Regions from separate parts of the Sus scrofa genome. Here all the other regions are linked to region 3. A link is a contact called in public Hi-C data. All regions are on one chromosome and are shown on one strand. The core of a region is the stretch at or near the end of the contact, and the rest is flanking DNA. Distances in the headings are between cores, read along the strand shown.

The links. Hi-C and Micro-C count contacts between places; a contact is called where the count stands out from the background.
Region 1: a Hi-C map of heart right ventricle shows a contact between it and region 3, with 5 times the contacts expected there. The contact joins two enhancer-like sites. A contact is called at or near these places in 6 of 47 Hi-C or Micro-C datasets (embryonic fibroblasts, epiblast stem cells, fetal skeletal muscle and 3 more).
Region 2: a Hi-C map of omental adipose tissue shows a contact between it and region 3, with 2.0 times the contacts expected there. The contact joins two enhancer-like sites. A contact is called at or near these places in 2 of 5 promoter capture datasets (fetal skeletal muscle and liver), 23 of 47 Hi-C or Micro-C datasets (adipose tissue, blood, brain and 14 more) and 1 of 2 datasets of contacts at active chromatin or transcription factors (skeletal muscle).

Annotation. Positions count from the first base shown.
Region 1 is chr1:166,146,887-166,149,997 of Sscrofa11.1, reverse strand. No RefSeq gene overlaps it. Among named protein-coding and RNA genes, the nearest start is that of FEM1B, 13 kb to the left of the region's middle. Within about 2 kb of position 1,832, at least 42 of the 83 cell types and tissues checked have an H3K27ac peak or open chromatin away from gene starts, as enhancers often do.
Region 2 is chr1:166,796,212-166,799,326 of Sscrofa11.1, reverse strand. No RefSeq gene overlaps it. Among named protein-coding and RNA genes, the nearest start is that of SPESP1, 20 kb to the left of the region's middle. Within about 2 kb of position 1,251, at least 8 of the 83 cell types and tissues checked have an H3K27ac peak or open chromatin away from gene starts, as enhancers often do. A contact at or near this core is called in omental adipose tissue, where this site is marked.
Region 3 is chr1:166,442,837-166,445,903 of Sscrofa11.1, reverse strand. No RefSeq gene overlaps it. Among named protein-coding and RNA genes, the nearest start is that of CORO2B, 22 kb to the left of the region's middle. Within about 2 kb of position 1,598, at least 17 of the 83 cell types and tissues checked have an H3K27ac peak or open chromatin away from gene starts, as enhancers often do. A contact at or near this core is called in omental adipose tissue, where this site is marked.

The DNA of each region.
Region 1 (3,111 bases), core at 583-3,082, 300 kb after region 3:
CCAATCAGTGTTCAAATTCCCAACCTAAATTACAGCACGTATTTTTTTCTGTTTGAATCAGGATCTGTATAAGGCCCATATAGATCCATTCGGTTGCTATGTACCTTGAATTTAATTTAGAAATTCCCTCTCTTTCCTTTTTCTTATTTACTGAAGAAATAGTAATTGTCCTCTAGCATTTAGTACGGTCTGAATTTTGCTGATTGTACCCCCTTTTGTGTGTTATTTAGCATGTTCTTCTTATGCTGTATTTTCTGTAACTTGTTGGCCATTAGACCTGATGATGATCAGATTCAAGTGCGAATGTTTAGGCAAGAGTAGTTGAGAGGTAGCACAGTGGTCTCCTATTTTAAGGAAGGTATAGAATGGATGTCTGGTCATCTCTTTCTCTGCCTTGGTCTCTCTCTGTAACCATTGATGATCATAGCCTACATCCATCATTTCCTTAGTATTTGCATTATTTCTTTATGTAATAATGAAAATACTTTTATAAAGAGAAACTTCCTCTCATTGACTATTTAGCTATCTGACATATGGCTTAAGCCATGTAGAAAAGCCAGGTCGTACTTGATTCTTTCTGTTTTCCTTTGTTTCAAAATAATGAATTGTTTTCCCAGCATCTTCCAAAAGTTAACACTGAAGATTTGGCAGGTGCTTACTGTATTATTACAAACCTATGGATTTAAACAGACTTCACATTTTTCTGCTCATTCTTATTGATGTAAATACCACTTTTAATCTATCATATTGTCAAAGATCAAAAGTCTGAAAACATACAGTGTTTGTGAGGCTGTGTAAAATGGTTCAACATCTATGGACAGCAATTTGGCAATATTTACACGTTTCCTTTGACCCGACAATTTTACTTTCAGGAATTTACCCTACAGATACATTTACAGGTATGCAAAGTGCTATGTGTACAAAGGTATCCATTGCAGTCTTATTTTAGCAAAAAAATGGAAAGATATTTATACATAGTTTAATAGCAGTATTATTCACAGTAGCCAAAAAGTGGAAGCAATCCATATGCCCATTGAAGGATGAATGGATAAATAAAATATGCATACAGTGGAATATTATTCGATCTTAACAAGGAAGGACATTCTGACACACACTACAACATAGATGAAACTTGAAGACATTATGCTAAGTGAAATAGCCAGTTGTAAAAAGACAAAGGCTCCATGATTTCAGTCAAAGTCATAGAAACAGAGAGTAGAATGGTGGTTGCCAGGGTAAGAAATGGAGAGTTGATGTTTGACAGGTAGAGCTTTAGTTTTGCAAGATGGAAAAGTTCTGGAGATTGGCTGCATAGCAATGTAAATACCTGACACTCCTGAGCTATACAATTAAAATGGTTAATTAAGATGGTAAATTTTACCTTGTCTATTTTGCCACAATTTAACTTCAATTTTTTAATCATTTAAAAATGTAAAGTGAATTACAATTTTAAGTTGTAATTATTAGTGTGAATTTTACCATTCATCTTTCTATTGTGCAAGGGCAGTTCTAAATGCAAATATCACAGTATTTCAATCGTCATAGTGACTCCCGTGGAATCAATTACAGAAATTACACAATTTGTGAGTTACGTTTTGTCCCCAGGGGGTGCCTTGAGCTGTCCAGAAGAAACAAACAGAAGACTGGAAGGAGGAAACGGTCCTCGCAATTCTCCCTCAAGGTTGGAGCCAGACTAGGGCGCGCTCCCGATGCTCTCAGGCGCTTTAGCCAAGCGTCTTTCCGCTGCGCGTTGGCGCGCATCCCTTCCCGAGGCTGCGAGTGAGCTCAGCCCTTCGGGCTGCAGGGTCCGGTCCCCGTCTGCAGCTGACCACAGCGCCGCGCCCTGGTGGGAGGAGTCTAGCGACGTCAGGCCAGGTGTCTCTCCTTCCCCAGATCCCACCCCCCCAAACCAGGGCAGACAGGCGACTCCCAAGGGTTCTGCGACCTCGGCGTTGGTGGCGCTCTCGCCCCTGGGTCAAGGTGGGCGAGAGACCCTGCACAGTCAGCCCGGAGACGGGATAGCCACCATCACACCCCTGACCTTTCCCACAACCGCGCCCAAAACCGTGACGCAGACCAAAGGTGGCAGCAGTCGCGGGGCAGGAGCAGGGACACCGGGAGTTGACTGAAGGCGTGAAGACGCATGAACCAAGGCTTTCAGCCCCCCCAGCGCATATTCCATTGTTCTGGGAGCTTTCCTTCTAAAACGCAAATTCAAAAATAGCAATTAAGGATTTCAGGGCAGTTACAGCAGAGAATTAAATCAAAGGCGAAGCACTTGTGAAGATGGGGGCTCCCTGTGTTGACTGCATCAGCCACACACCAATGAAGCCGACTTTGGTAGGTGAGGATCACAAGTGTTGATAACCTCTAGAGCTGCACTGTCCAATAGAAATAAAATGTGAGACACACATGCGATCCACGTATGTAATTTTAAATGTGCTAGTAGCCAATTAAAAAGGTAGGAAGAACCAGCTGAGATTAATTTTAATATATTTTATTTACCCTAACACATCCAAAATGTTATCATCTCAACATGCAATCAATATTAAAATTACCGAGACATTTTACTTTTTCTCTTCATACTAAGTCCTCAAAATCTGGTGTATAGTTTAGGAAATATCTAGTTCCAAGTACTCAGTTGCTGCATGTGGCTAATGGCTGATGGAGTGGACAGGGCAGGTCTAGAGCATGAAAATGGAAGTGGGTGGCTGGAGAAAGGTTTGTGCTATTGCCACTTGGTGACATAACATATGCTGCTGAAACAGAAATACCTACCAATGTTTGTCAGTCCCTTCCTGTGACTGGTGAAATTTGGCACCAGAATTCCTGTGAGTGATTGTAATGATGATTGTGACTATGGTATTGCTATTTTATCATTGCTACCAAATTTAAAATATTCCTGTATGTAACAGTGCCAGCCAGAATTCATTATACAGTGGTTATAATGCTAATGGTACAAAACAGTCCCTAATCATCTGGCATTGTCACTGCAGTGGCTTGGGTCGCTGCTGTGGCACAGATTCGATCCCTGGCCCAGGAACTTCCACATGCCTTGGGCATAGCCAAAAAAACACTAACAAACAGCAAAAACAGCCAGTAGTCAATACA
Region 2 (3,115 bases), core at 2-2,501, 350 kb before region 3:
GTATACTTTTAAAGTATAATTCAAGGTCTAAAAAAATTGAGGTCTAGAAGTTCAGCTGCAAAAGAAGCTATTGTTTAAAAGGAAAAATGTCTTTCGTGTGCAAAATTTTATTTTGCACAAAAGTAGCCATGATTCTCCCAAATGTTTTCTTTTTTTCCAAATGTAAATTAATGCCTGTGAGACCTTCTAGACAGCATCCCTATAAACTGGAGGCCCCTCTGGAATGGTCTTCAGTGAGCACATAGAAGAGCTTGTTAGAAGCTAGAGCAGAATCAGGACAATTCGGGGTTTAGTACCCCATCCCTATAGGCTCAAGGGTAAGATGAGACCCACACAGGGCTCTAAGAGTTAACTGCAGTGTTTGGGAGAGACCCATAGCAGACACTTGAAGATGTATTGTATTGCGTGTCTGCGTGGTCAATTCCATCCCATCGTAAATAGACCCTCAGCATTGTCACAGAGTGTTCCATTATGCTGTTAATGACAGTATCAGGTGGAGATATTTTATATACCAATGAAGGCATAGGTTGTTTCAAACCTTTCCATTTTCTTCCCAGTCTAACTCAACCCTTAAGTGATGAGTCATACCAATACTATGAAGTACATGTTACCACTCTCTGCTTCCAAGGACAGGCATTTATGGGTTTTTCCTCCCACATGGGGAGGGAACATAAAAATACAATGTCAACACAAACACTTGATATTTATTATGAAAGCATGGTGAACCAAGGTGCATGTTTAACTTTAGCTTTAATTTAATTTAGACATTCCAGTCTAGCTAGCATGGGCCCTCCACAAACAGTTCCGAACATTTTCTGCTCTTAACCTTTGAAGAGGCTGTATAACTGAGCCTGAACAATTTGGCTTGTTTGTTTACTAATTTGTAAAAGAATGAACTCAAAATGTCAGATGTGTGAAAAGTGAAATATTTTAATAACGTATTAATAATTGAATGGATAACACAACTCTGCCATCTTCACTGGATTATTTTTCAACTCAATCCTAGCACCTGTGCTCAATTCTGACATGCAGGAAAGGCTGTGGAAAGCTCAGAGAAACTTGGCGTATGTTCTTGCTTTGGCATCATTTAGTATATTTAAACCCAGTGGTGTACCCTGAGGCAGACAATGTTTTCGCCACGGGGTTTTAAATATATTAAAAGACATATTCCAGCAGCATACCAGAATGCAGCCCTGCTGGGCTGTCCCTGGATTTCGCAGCGTCTCTGGAATGTCTGGGCAGCCTATTCTGGCGCTGTCCTTGGGCAGGCAGCCCTCCTTTCCCCTCCTCCCATGACAGAATTCACATTCTCTTTACTTCATATGGTCCATTAGTTCAGTAGACACATTGGCTGTTATTTATTTTCTCTGTTTGTGAGTTGACTTTTTTTTTTTTAATTTTTGAACTTCCCTTTAGGAGTGTATTTTAAAACCAGAATCAGTCAGGATTTCTCCTTTAGCAATTTAAGAAACTGACTCTCCTATTTTTAGAATAGTGCATGCAAACAGAAATCAAAATGTATTGCTACCAGGGAAAATTAAATGATATTAACTTACAAAATGTGAAATGGGCAAAATATTCATGAATAGAAAGTAGAAGTGAGCCAATCCCTTGTTTGTTTTTCCAAAATATAAGGGAGGAAAAAGCTAGCCTCCATTTTTACCTCAAAGAAATAACAAAATAGAGCAAAACAGATCCAGACTGAAGCAATTCAAGTCCTGGCAAAACTGTTCTCTCTAGATCAGCAATAAGGTAGGAACATGAGGTCTTGATGACATTATAACTTCACTTACTAATAATTACATGAAAATAGGAATTATTCAATATAGTATTCAAGTCACAGGTTTTTTTATTTGGGGGAAAAATACACTAGATCCTCTTTTCATACCTTATGCCAAAAAATGTGTAGTTAGATCAAGGAGTTAAATACCTAAGCATCAAGCCATCAATGAAAAAATAGAGTTGCATATATCGGGTTCTATTCATCAAGCAGAATATCCCTTCTAAATGAGGAATAACTTTAATAATTTAATAATTTTAAGAGCAATGATGGAAAGTAGCAGCATGTTTAACAACATTAAAATGTTTAAACTTTCTATGAGACTATAAACAAAAGCAAAAGACCAAGTAGAAGCTGGAAAAAGATTGCAACAAATATGGTAAGTGGTAAATATCCTAACCAAATAAAGGCCTCATATCAAACAGATCAATAGGCAAAAAATATAAACACATAACTCTAAAAAGAAGGAATAGCTAATTGACAGGCAAAAATACATTTTGCCTCAACTGTCTGCAATTTAATATAATAACCAATGCTATTTTGCCTAATTCAAGTAGTGTACATTATTTTAAATTAATGATTATAAGCAATTCTGGTCAAGACACAGCAAGATATTCATGATGGTGAGTGTGTAAAATTTTAATTTTCTAGAACTAGTTCCATCATACATAATCTGAAAAGTGGTGGTATTCTTTATTTAACATGATTGTATCCTTGTGATGTTGTTTAATGTAGATCCACTGGTTAATCAGATCCAGGTTCAGATTTTTTCCTGTTTAGTCAAGGGCACTGCCTATGTGCTGCTGTGCACTGCATTGTGTATCACTTCAAGAGGCACCGCATCTTTGGCTGTCTCATTCTTAGGAATGCCAAGTACCAGGGAGTAAACCACTTCTTTACACGGGGGATGTAACTCTGTTTCTTTTTGATAAATATAAAATAATCAAAATCATATTAAAAGTATCTTAGAAAGAAACCACAAAGTAAGTTCTATTGGTAAAATATGGGAGTGTTTTTCCTAATGTATGTTGTTAAAAAAACACTATTTTTAATGTTGAGCATGGGGTTGGTCATACATGCTTTTTGAATACTTCAACTTGCAAAGTGGTTGATTAAAATTTGGTACAATGAGAATGCCACCCAGAGAAGTCTTCTTTCAACATTCTACACCACATGGAAGAACCATCATCAAGATGGGTGAAGCCAAGACGCTTCTAAAAGCAGTACTAAATGTATTGGATTTTGATCTGTTTATCAGGCCAGGAATTTTCCAATTCCAAAATCTTCCACTCAGACTATGCATGTATTCTGTTTAGCCTCATTTACTCTCTGTAG
Region 3 (3,067 bases), core at 349-2,848:
CTCTAAATGTCTGGGTATGTGTGCAAGGGGTGGGAGAGGGGGGCATTTTTCCTGCTATCTCTATCTGGATATCTGTCCATCTTCCACTCTTCCATCCCACCCATCTGCCTCCCTCCCTACAGGAAGGCTGAGGGATGGCAGGCCTGGTCTCCATGACAACCAAGGACCCTCTACTCTGAAAGGAAAAGGTACTGGGAGGCAGTGTTGGCTTTTGCCCAGGCCCTTGCTCTGAGTGGGGCTGGGGGTGAGGGCAGTGGAGGGAGTAGGGGAGAGGAAGGGATGGGATGACCATCTGGACCTGGGAGAGTGGAGCTGCAGGCACTGCCCAAGTCCTCCAAAATGGCAGATGGGCATCATGGTGCCTGAGAAGAAGTGGAGGAGGGGCAGACCAGTGCCACATGTGCAGGAAAACCCCCAGTGCCTCCAATACAGCCCCCTCCCCCCCACTGCTTATCTCCTTGAGCACCCTCAGATCTGAGTCTGGAAAAGTCCCTTTCAAAGTTCCCTTTCCTGGACCCACACCAGTACTGAGATGTAGAATTGTGCTGGGAGTTTGAGGGAGGCACAGACCCCTTAAAACCACCAGGGCTCTTGGCCCTTTGTGTGCCAATCCCTTGGGGGAAGTGTGGCCTCTCCCACCTTCCTGTTTGGATCCTATCCCTGGGGGCTGGTGGGAGGATTACCCTGACTGTGCCACAGGAAATCCAAAAGAGTGGGTGCTAATTTGTGCAAACTCCAGAGTGAGGAGGGCTGGGCTATGGCTTCTCTGGGTGCCTAGGGTTGTCCTGACTCTTTTCTCATATGGGATCCATTAGTAAGAAGGCCAACTTATACCTGGCATCCTGCCCTCGAGGTTCTGAAAGCTAACCTGGAAGGAAGGGGTTTAGGGAGGGTGGCGAGAGAGAGGACCCACCAGCAAGGAACAAAGAGGAGGAACATGGGTGGGTCTAGAGGACCAGGCTTGGAGAGAGAGGAGGCTGTGTGCTGCTCCATCCCTCTTTGAGAAAGAACTTGCAGATCTACAGCAGTGAGGGGAGTTAGCTGACAGCCTCTACCACCTTCTGTCCACAGAATTTGAGGCCCTATCTTCCCAAGCAGCCCACAGTCAATGACTGAGCACCGCAAGTTTCAAGGGCCTGAGGATTTCCGCCCAGGGCAGTACTTGTAGGATGGTAGTCTGGGCTCCAGAGCTCCCTGTTGGTGGGGGCCGGCAGGTATGTCTGAGTCTCTCCCTGCCAATCCTACTTCCCCCCTCCCCACCTTTCAGAAGTTTAAGCCTCAACTAGCCTCTTGCACTCCTAACTCCGTCTCAATGTCTGCTTACCCAAACTGACGGAGCTGCCAAGAGCCACAATCATGTGTGTGCACGCGTGTTGTGTGCGTGCACACCAAGCTTAAGATGGGGCGCGGGGGGGGGGGACAGAGGGCGGGGCGGGGGCGGGGAACAGGGGGGCGGGAGCGGGGGCGGGGGAACAGGGGGGCGGGAACGGGGGCGGGGGAACAGGGCGGTGTGAGCGGGGAAACAGTTCCTGTGGAACCCTCCAGTTCTTAAGAACTGTGTGTGCCACCTTGCCCTCTGGTGGACATTTATGGAACTACACCTCCAGACAGGCTGTGGGAAGCAAGGCAGGGTTCTCACTGTGGCCTCAGGCTCAGACTGTTCCCTGTCAGAGCTCCAGGGATCACTGTACCAAAGCGGAAACTCAAGCCCAGAGAGGGAAAGGATCAAACACAGAGAAGGCATTGTGGAACATCTTGCCTACTTCCTCGGCTCTCCATCTTGTCCCTTCAGCTCTTCTTGTGGATGCTGGCCTCAGTACCATCGGCTTTGCCCTCTTCTCCTCCTTCCTTGGTGGGCACCCTAGCTTACATTGGCCTTCCTCTCTGCTACCAGGACTGCTGTGACTGCCTCCCCACAGGTGCCTTTTGTCCACCCGCCTCTGCAGCCAGGGTGACCTTCCTGGAGCTCAAGTCAGACCTCATTCCTTTCCAGCCTAAAGCCCACTGCGGCACTTTGCCCACAGGCCCTGTGCAGTGGGTCCTGCCTCCCTCACTCCCCACCCTTGCCTAGTTGTCACTGAGCACTTGAGGGCTGCAGAAGCCCCATGTCCCTCACCTGTTTCTTCCACAGTCATTGAGTTCCTTGCACCTGATGGCCCATTTCAGAGCCTGGCTCACACCCGGCTCCCCTCGGCTCCCTGAGCCTATGTACTGATCTTTATCCCAAGTGGCAGATGCGACCATTTCTTATTGCTGCTGTAACAAGTTACCACAAACATGGTGGCTTAACAACAGCACAAGTTTTTTCTCAGACAGCTCCAGAGACAAGAAGTCCAAAGTCACCCTTCCTGGGCTAAGGTCAAGGCCTCTGCAGGGCTGATTCCGTCTGGGGGCTCATATGCATCCCACTTATTCAGGCCACCATTCAGTACAGGAGGTTCAATCCAGGCTCTCAGGAAGGGAGACAGGTCTTTATCTCCCTAAGCTTAACTGACCTTTATCGAGGCATTCCAGGTATATTGTTTTCCACATCAAACAAGTCTCCAATTCCCAGAGGACACTGACGGAGGAGTTCGCAAACTTGACTCGACTCTGACATGATCTACCTGGAGGTGTTATTAGATCCCAGAGGTGAAGGGCTCAGTCTCGAGACTGCCTCCCACCCCCTTCAATCACACGTCCCAGGTTGTCACCTGTGCTTCTGACCAACTGGCTATAGATCAGAGACTCCCACCACCCCTCCTCAGGTTTGATCAATTTGCTAGAACAGCTCACAGAACTCAGAAACATTTACTTATGTTTACCAGTTTATTATAAAAGGATGTCATTTAGGAACAGCCAGATGGAAGAGATGCACAGGGCAAGGTATGTGGGAAGGGCCCCGAGCTCCCATGTCCTTGGAGCTCAGCTCTCTCCAGTTTCCATATGTTCACCAACCCGGAAGCCCACCCCCTCTGGTTGTTCAAGAGTTTTTATAGAGCTTAATTTGGAGCCCTTCTCCCCCTTCCCAGACGTCAGTGTGTGGGCTTTGTGGCCCTTCGAGATGGGAAGGCCAAACCCCCAAATA